Linked DNA regions of Mus musculus: region 2 is linked to region 1. A link is a contact called in public HiChIP or PLAC-seq data. All regions are on one chromosome and are shown on one strand. The core of a region is the stretch at or near the end of the contact, and the rest is flanking DNA. Distances in the headings are between cores, read along the strand shown. Region 1 overlaps Ptk7 (PTK7 protein tyrosine kinase 7). Region 2 holds the start of Rrp36 (ribosomal RNA processing 36 homolog (S. cerevisiae)).

The links. HiChIP or PLAC-seq counts read pairs in DNA pulled down with a chosen protein or histone mark.
Region 2: an H3K27ac HiChIP or PLAC-seq map of the HPC-7 cell line shows a contact between it and region 1, with 5 times the contacts expected there. The contact joins the promoter of Rrp36 here to the enhancer-like site in region 1. A contact is called at or near these places in 6 of 39 promoter capture datasets (the HPC-7 cell line, embryonic stem cells, macrophages and 2 more), 2 of 484 Hi-C or Micro-C datasets (LSK cells and nephron progenitors), 6 of 115 datasets of contacts at active chromatin or transcription factors (the HPC-7 cell line, embryonic fibroblasts, embryonic stem cells and 1 more) and 1 of 9 other capture datasets (adipose tissue).

Annotation. Positions count from the first base shown.
Region 1 is chr17:46,599,677-46,604,071 of GRCm38.p6, forward strand. The region is part of intron 1 of Ptk7 (PTK7 protein tyrosine kinase 7); the gene reads right to left. Among named protein-coding and RNA genes, the nearest start is that of Ptk7, 28 kb to the right of the region's middle. Within about 2 kb of position 2,730, at least 48 of the 459 cell types and tissues checked have an H3K27ac peak or open chromatin away from gene starts, as enhancers often do. A contact at or near this core is called in the HPC-7 cell line and LSK cells, where this site is marked.
Region 2 is chr17:46,672,849-46,677,454 of GRCm38.p6, forward strand. It overlaps Rrp36 (ribosomal RNA processing 36 homolog (S. cerevisiae)), which reads right to left and starts at 1,478. Exons shown (of 7, transcript NM_144857.2): 1 at 1,349-1,478. The coding sequence starts at 1,439. It overlaps Klhdc3 (kelch domain containing 3), which reads right to left. Exons shown (of 12, transcript NM_027910.3): 6 at 4,580-4,606; 7 at 4,257-4,470; 8 at 4,096-4,182; 9 at 3,849-3,957; 10 at 3,656-3,729; 11 at 3,468-3,546; 12 at 1,702-2,304. The coding sequence ends at 2,238.

The DNA of each region.
Region 1 (4,395 bases), core at 1,480-3,979:
AGTCACATATAGCTGTCAGTCACCATACTGAACGGAACAGGGAAAGCAGCTCCACCCTGGAAGAGTCCCACTGTAGCAATGCCTGCCCGCCTCATGCCAGGCTCTGTAAGATGCTATGCTATTTCTGAGCCATGGAATTCTCAACACTGGTCAGCAGTATTTATTTTTACATCTATTTGTGTGTGATACAATGTGTGTGTGTGTGTGTGTGTGTGTGTGTATCTGTGGCGTCTAGCGTATGGTGTGTGTGCGTGTGTGTGGTGTGTCTGGTGTGTGTGTAGTGTGTACATGCGCGTGTGTGCTTCTCAATCGCTCTCTACCTTATATATTGAGGTGGACTCTCTCACTTGAACAGAGAACCCCTGTTTCTGCGTGTCCAGCTTGCCTCCCGTGCACTGTGATTAGAGGCGGTAGCCATGCCTATCTCCCAATTAAATAGGTTCTGGAGATCTGAAGTCTGGTCCTCGCCCTCATACGGCAGGGTTTTGCCCACTGAGCCAACTCCCCAACCCCTCAGCACACGTTTATAGACACCCTGGAGTTAGGGCGTCTTCATCAACGCCAGAGTGAGTACCTAGCCCTGGGCTCTCAGGTCTACATTCTTCCCATGATGTCACCAGAAAAAGCAAGGGCTTTCTTTTCTTTTTTTTTTTTTTTTTTTTCCTTTTTTAAAGATTTGTTTATTATATGTAAGTACACTGTAGATGTCTTCAGACGCACCAGAAGAGGGCATCAGATCTCATTACAGATGGTTGTGAGCCACCATGTGGTTGCTGGGATTTGAATTCAGGACCTCTGGAAGAGTAGTCGGTGCTCCTAACCACTGAGCCATCTCTCCAGCCCCAAGGGCTTTCCTTTTTCTTTGTTTTTTTTTTTTTTTTTTTTTTTTGTCCACTAATTCCCTGTCCATACCCCTCCCCACAACTGTTCTGTTGGATTTAATATAAATCCTCTTGCTTGGATGCAGCATTTTAAAATATGATGGTTGATCTACATTACTTGTAAGTATTTTTGAAAGATTTTTGTTTTATTTTTAGCTAGGTTTATGTGTGTGGGTGCAGATACTTATGGAGGCCAGAAGAGGGTGTCAGATAGCCTTGAAGCTGGAGTTAGGTGACAGGCATCTAACACAGGAGCAAGGAACTGAACTCAGGGCCTCTGTAAAATCAGTCAGCGCTCCTAAAAGCTGGACCAACTTCTCAACCCCGAAACAAGTTTGTTTGTTTTTGTTTAGATTTACATTGGTGTTTTGTAACTGGAATTACTGACAGTTGTGAACTGTCATGGGGATGCTGAGATTTGAACCTGGGGACTTTGGAAGAGCAGCCAGTGCTCTTTCTTAACTGTTGAGCCATCTCTCCAGCCCCTCTAGACTGGATATTTTTAACTTATGTAGACTGCTTTACATTGTGTCTTCTGTACTTCAGCTCTCACTCCCAATTCCATTGTTTTGAAGCTCCCTTCCTGGGCCTGCATCCACACCCTGCTGTCCTCCCCAAGTGACTAATGGACTGTTGAGTTTGGGCAGGAGAAAAAAGTGTTCCTTTTTAGAGAGAGGAAAAGATGCCTCTGTAGTTAAAGAGAGCATGGTGCTCCTCCAAAGGACCCAAGTTCAGTTCCCAGCACCCACATCAAGCTGCTCCAGGAAACCTGATGCCTCCTCTACCTTCGTGGGCACACTCACCCCCACACACACCATACATCACTCACACACACACACACACACACACACACACACACACACACACCCCACAGATACAGATACACAGGCATAAAAACAAATCTTAAAGTGATAATAACAGCCACCAGTAGCATGTGGGAGCACACACCTTTAATCCCAAAACTCAGGAGGCAGAAGCAGGAAGATCTCTGTGAGTTCAAGGTCATCTTAATCCACATAGCAAGTTCCATGACAGCCAGGGCTACAGTGAGACTGTCTCAATACAAATTATTTTTTAAAAGATTTAATACACACACACACACACACACACCCTTAGCTCATCTTAAGACTGTAGCTGAAGAGGGCATCAGATCCCATTACAGATGGCTGTGAGCCACCACGTGGTTGCTGGGAATTGAACTCAGGACCTCCGGAAGAGCAGCCAGCGCTCTTAACCGCTGAGTCATCTCTCCTGTGCAATACAAATCATTTTTTAAAGCCACTTGATGGTAGTTCACACCTTTAACCCCAGCACTAAGGAGGCAGAAGCAGGTAGAGTTTGAGGCCAGCCTGATCTACAGAGCAAGTTCCAGGACAGTCAGTGTTACAGAGAAGCCCTGTCTAGAAAACAAACAAAAAAAATTTTTTAAGTAGGTAGCTGAGCATAGGTGTCCACAGCCTGAATTTCAATCTTTACAACATACCTTCCTCCTTACATGCAGAGGATCTCCTGTTTCCCCCAACTGTCTAGGTATCTTCAGGGCCTCAACACCCTGGCCCCACACACCCCAGCCTGTGTCTGGGTATCCTCGGGGCCCCACACACCCCAGCCTGTGTCTGGGTATCCTCGGGGCCCCACACATCCCAGCCCTGCCTCTCCTGCTCTCCATCCTCTTTGCTCCAAAAGCCGTCTGAGAGGCTGGACCTCAGCTGGCTTCAAAGGGACATGAGCATCATTAGTCTCCTATTTTTATATTTAGAAATGTTCTGCAAACCACTTCCCGAGCAGCCAAGGCAGCGGAATGTGAGGAAATGGCTTTGCTATGTCATGATGTGGAAGGCCTGTGGCAAGCGGCATCTGCCACGTGGCCGGGACGTGCAGTGATGTCAAACATATGTGCAGGAGGCTGAGGCGCCCCTCAGCAGCTGGGCTGTCCTTTAGAGGTAGGGTCCAGGAGTCAGGGCCACACTCAGCCCGCCTTCCTTCCCAGAGAAGACTCATCCACCTGTCTTTACCAACAGCTGCTTCTGGGCCAGCCCTTCCCCCCCCCCCCCCCCAGGCAGTGGTCTTAGGGGGCACTTCCCCAAAGACCTAAAAGACAACCTGGGACACAAAGGGAAGAATGCAGATCGAAGGGAAAACAAAAAACGAGGCCGCTTGGAAGGGCTGATGGTTTGAGGCAAGGTTATTAGATTCCTGGCCCCCAAGACTCTGGGTGAGGGTCCTGGGAGGGGGCGGGCAGGGGTAGGATGGTGCGTGGAACCCTTGCCCGTGCCACCAAACACTGTCTTTTCTGCCACTTCTGCTTCCACGGGCCTGGAAAATGCTGACAAATGTACAGGAGAGGTGGGCAAAGCCTTGCAATGTGTCATAAACGCAGCTCCAATACAGGACTGAAGGTTCATCTAAGGCCTGGATGGGCCAGCTGCGTGATCACAGTCAAGCCATTGGACTTCTTCAGACACACTGTGGCTCCTTATAGATGTCACCATACTGCTGACATTACAAACTCTTAACCACATTACAAATGACTTGGGTTTTTTGTTTTGTTTTGTTTTTTGTTTTTGTTTCTTTTGTTCTCTCAGCAATGCTAGGGATTAAACCTTATAGTCTTGTGCATGCCAGGCCAACACCTCACCACTCACTAGGCTGGAGCAATGCCTTAACAGGGAGGCCACTGGCTGCTCTTGCAGAGGACCCAGGTTCCCTTCTCAGCACCCGCATGGAGGCTCACTACCATCCTTAAAGTAATTCCAGTTCCAGAGGATCCAGTGTGTTCATTTTTTAATTTTGTATTTAGGTGTCTGTGTGTGTTTGTATGCAATGTGAGCGCAGGTGCCCACAGAGGCCAGGAGAGGGTGTCAGACTCCTAGAGCTGGAGTAACTGTCAGCTGTGGGCCACTGACTGGGAGCTGGGGACAGACCTTAGTGCCTCTAAAAGAACAGCAGTGCCCTTAACCACTGGGCCATCTCTGTGGTATCTCACTACTTTACTTAAACAAGTGGTGGCACAGGCCTTTAATCCCAGCACTTGGGAGGCAGAGGCAGGCGGATTTCTGAGTTCGAGGCCAGCCTGGTCTACAAAGTGAGGTCCAGGACAGCCAGGGCTATACAGAGAAACCCTGTCTCGAAAAACCAAAAAAACAAACAAACAAACAAACAAAAAAACTTATTATCATTTAGGCCTGGAGAGATGGCTCAGAGGTTAAGAGCACTGACTGCTCTTCCAGAGGCCCTGAGTTCAATTCCCAGCAACCACATGGTGGCTCACAACCACCCGTAATGAGATCTGATGCTCTCTTCTAGGATGTCTGAAGACAGCAATGGTGTACTCACATTCATAAAATAAATAATAAGCTTTAAAATATTTATATCACCAAGTCTGATGACCTGAGCTCAATGCCTGGAATCCGCATAGTTGAATAAAAGGTAGTTATCGCCCTCCCCCCAACCCCCAAAATATACATATCATCTAGAAAATGCATTCTGGGCTAAAGATGGCAGGATAAGGATT
Region 2 (4,606 bases), core at 228-2,727, 72 kb after region 1:
TGCAGGAAAAGGTCACACAACTCCGGTCAGTACCTCCCCACTGCAGGAAAAGTCTTCATCGGGCTAGGTTCAGAATATGAAAAGAACGCCCTGCCAGGCTGGACCACCTAAGTTAGAGCCTGGAGTCACATGGTGTAGGGAGGGGACAGACTGACCAAAGCTGTCTTCTGAGCTCCACGTCCACTTTGTAAGACACACACATGTACGTATACTTGCACAAGCGCGCGCGCGCGCGCGCACACACACACACACACACACACACACACACACACACACACATCAGATACATAGCAAAGACCATCCTTACTTGCTAGGCAGCACTGGTCGCCAAGGTGCTACTCTGTAATGTTGCTAGACAGGATCTGTGTAGCCTTGGCTGTCCTGGAACTTCCTCTGTAGATCAGGCTGGCCTCAAACTCAGAGCTCTGCCTGCCTCTGCCTCTAGAGCTCTGAGATTAAAAAGGCATGTGCCACCACCTCCTGGCCAGAACCTATTTATTTTTGCATAGTAAAAAAGAGTCTGATTTATCCCTCCCTGTGCTAATTTTCATGGTATTCTGAACTCAAAGCTCTCCAGTGGCTTCCATCTCCCTCAGCTTGGAAGTCACTGTGTCAAAGGGTCTCAACCTGAGTCTCAACTCCTTTGGGGAAGGTGTCCAAAGCCCCTTTCACAGGGGTTGCCTACGACCATCAGAAAACATATTTATATTACTATTCATAACAGTAGCAAAAATCACAGTTATGAAGTTGCAACAAAATAACTTTATGGTTGGGGTCACCAGTGTCACAGCATTAGGAAAGTCGAGAATCACTGGAATATGTAGACCAAGCTGGTTTGGAGTGCACAGGAATCTGGCTGCCTCTGCCTCCCGAGTGCTGGTCAGGCGTGTACTAACCCGCCTGGCTAAATACCCTTTTCTAGAGGTTAAGTGGACCGACAACGAACTTTTTGCTTTGCTGTTTGGTTATTCTTTATTTCCAAGTGCACGCATACAGTTTAGTTAGTCGCATCCCGCCCTACTAGACTTAGGAAGAACCCAAATCCTCCCTTTAAGAATATGCCCAGGCCTGGCCCGGAGACTTAAGACCTATAAACCCAGCACTTGGTAATAAGGCAGGGCGGCCAAGAGTTCGAAACTGGCCTGGGCCACATTATGAGACATCCCCGCCCTCCGTACCCCGCCCACCGCCATGTTCCAAACCAAACCAAACCAAACCACGAAACTTCTCCCAAAGTCGTAAAGCGGGAAGCACCCGCTCCTCTCGGCCTCCATTGAACCGCGGCACTCGGGCGGCTTCTGTTCCCGCAGCCAAACGCCTCCCGCTCACCCCAGCCTTAGGTCCTCACCCTTCAGCCGGTCGCCAGTCACCTCCCCGCCCTCCATAGCACGGTGAGGACCTTCGGCCTCAGCCCTAGCCCTAGAACCAGCCTTCCGCATGTCTTCCGTAGTCCGGGCTGAAAACTTGCACGACTTCCGCTCACGACGAGGTCCCACGTCCCACCCTTTCCGGAAGCCTGAGCCAATGTGCTGAGGGTTCTGCCAGAAGCACCGCCCCGCAGCCGTAGAACTTCACGTCTGCGGAGAGGCTGCCAGGCTCAGTGGCATCGGATTTCTTCAGATGCTTGGCCCTGAAGCCAGAACCGCAAGGGTGGCCCCTTTGCCTCCACCCCTCTATCGTAGTCGCCAGAAATAGGACACGTTTGGAGGTTTTAGGTTTTATAAAGTCAGAGCTGCCTGAGCTTCAGGGGTACAGCAACAGCTCAAGGAAGGGTGAAGCTGTCTGTTGGTCCCCACCACCGCGGGTTGGGGAGGGGGTTTCATGCCAACAGCCGAGGCTCCTCTCAGCTCCCGGGCGATGCTCAAGCAGGGAGAGGGTGGTCATGGGGAGAGGGAGGCTCCTGAGGCTCCAACACTGCTGGCTTCTCCCACTCCTGTCCCTTTCCAGCACACACAGCCTGGCTACCCAGCCAGACTGGGGCAGAGCAAAGGCCCAGGAGCGGTGGAGGGAGGTGGATGGGGACAGAGCACCAAGGGAAGGGGCCCTCGGCCCAAGGAGGGAGGGAAATGCCCTCCCCCAAAAAACTCCCCACTGAATTCACAGCACAGAAAACACCTCTAGTCCATCAACTCCACGTGGAGGTATACCGAGTCCAGGGTCCAAAGGGGCAGGCGGGTGAGAAGGGCAGGGGCAATGAAGACAAGAGAGGGCTCAGTAGGGGAGGCAGCATAAACTTCCTAGCCATGGGAGGAGACAATGGGGCGGCTGATATTGCTGTTGGTGGTCATGGCGTTGAGCTCCCACCTGGAAAGGTGAACAATGGGCAGAGAAGACCGGAAGAGGTGGTCTCTATGACAACAAAGCTATGACACAGCACCCTCCAAACTCCCACAGAGGGGTTAATCACCAGACCCCACCTACCACTACAACTCCCACCTCCTCCTACTCAACCACCTCCAGGTTCTCTGGGATTTCCTGTTTATGTTTATACAGACTTCTGAGCCTAAGCATCTGGCTCAGGTGTACCCATTTTAGTAAACACCCCAGGTACCTCTCCTGCTCTGCAGTCTGCAGCCAGCCAGGCAGCACTTCCCCCTCATCCTTACCAGAGCGTCAATCCCTTGTTGCCAATTTCCCTTATTTTAAGGCCCTGATTCAGACCTCCTGTTCTCCCTAAACTTTGGGACCTAAAGATTTTCCCATCCACCCCACCAACTTAAAAGTATGCTTCCCACACCACTTTCATTTTACAAAGACTTAAGTCTTCCTTATACAAGACTCTAAGCCGTGTACTCGGCATTAAGGTATTCGCACCCGTGTTAAATTGGGGCCAGTCTGGGATTCATTCTGTGAATTGGTGATTCTCTGTCACCAAAGGACACAGAGACCTTAACAAGCAAGAATTAGCCGGGTGTGGTGGCACACGCCTTTAATCCCAGCATTTGGAAGGAGAGGCCAGCCAGGTCTATACAGAGAAACCCTGTCTCGGGAAACCAAAAAATAAAAAATAAAACCTGGCTCAAGGAGGCAGGAATGTCTTAGAATGACCAAGAGGAGGCAATGTCTCATGGAGTGACTTTTGGTGCTCAATTTGAACTCAATACGGGCAAGAAATAGGAACCTCTCTCCATTCCTGACCTAAGGGAGTCCAGAAACTCTTCAACCTTCTTTGTAGTCAACCCTGAAATTTAGTCAAAATACATCACGAAAACAAACAAAACTATGTAGGGCAGCAGAGCTTCTGAGCGTGGCTCGAACAATCCAGAATGTTTTCTTCCAGAGCTGATTGATAGCTGTCACGTGATGGCAGCACCTTTACCTCCTTCCTGTTCCTCACAAAAATCTCCTCTCCAGCAGACAGAACTGTCCGCTGCTGCAGGACATTGGTTGAGAGCTAATCAGGTCACACCTGTGCTGGCCACTGAGCCTTAGCCAAGCCTTCCCTCCTCTGCAGCCACCTGCCTTACCTGATGTCATGGGGCAGACAGGACTGGTCCAGGCTATACTGAATCACCGCCAGCTTGCACAGAGTCTTCAGACTAGGGCCTGTATTGGAGGAGCTGGAGGTCAGTCAGAGCAGGGAAAGGTCCCATCCTGCTCACCACCCAGAGACAGAGAACCTGACAGTAGAAGCCCCTCAGAAATAAGTACTTACTGAAGTCCAAGATGTGTAAGTCAGAATGATCTATGAGGTCAAATTCATCCCCCAGGCCTTCCTCGGGAGAGGGGCTGTACAGATGGAAAGAGAGAATGAAGTAGGTGCTGGGACCACCCACAGACCCTCACTCCGATGCCACCCTCTGATGTTAGGCCCTTTCCCGAGTTCACTGCCCCCCCCCTCTCCTAACCTGGTACCGCCAAAGAGGACAATTTTATCACCAACAATACAGCAACACTGGCGGCGGCGGGGACACGGTCCTTTCCCCTTTGGTTCAATCTTCTTCCAGGTAAAGGACCCTAGGAGAGGTTCCTAGAGGTTCACTACCTGGCCAACCTAGACACCTACACAACCTAGACCACTCCAGCCCACCCCTTACTCAGGGTTATTCTTCTCCCACCTCAACTGTTCCTGCCCCCTCCCCCAAAGGTCTTTACCAGGATTAAACTTCCAGAGGTCATGGAAATGCCGATTCAGCCTTGCATTGTAGCCACCAAAGATGTACAGCTCTCCATTGTAGCCAACTGGAAGGGCAGAGACATGTCAAAAGAGAATGGAGTTGCACAGGGGCAGGCACCAAAAAATAACAGACACTCACAGGCTGAATGGCTCCTGCGCCCCTCAGGCAGCACCGGCGTGTGAGGACAGTCGAGCCAGGCCTCCGTTCTGGTATCAAAGACTCGAATTCGATTACAGTAGATCTCATTGTTGGAATGAAATGGCCCAAAGCGGTCTGCACGGCCCCCAAAGACATACATGTGATTGCCCAGCATTGTGGCTGAGTGGAAGTCCCTCCAACGTGCAGGATTGCCCTAGCCAAGAGCAGAGAGATGGGGAAGGGAGTCAGCATGGGCTCGGGCAGGAGAAACTCGCTGAGCTATTCCAGCCAAGGGTGGGGATCTGACAGACCAAAGAGCAGACCTTTGTACAAACAAGAGTCCATGTCAT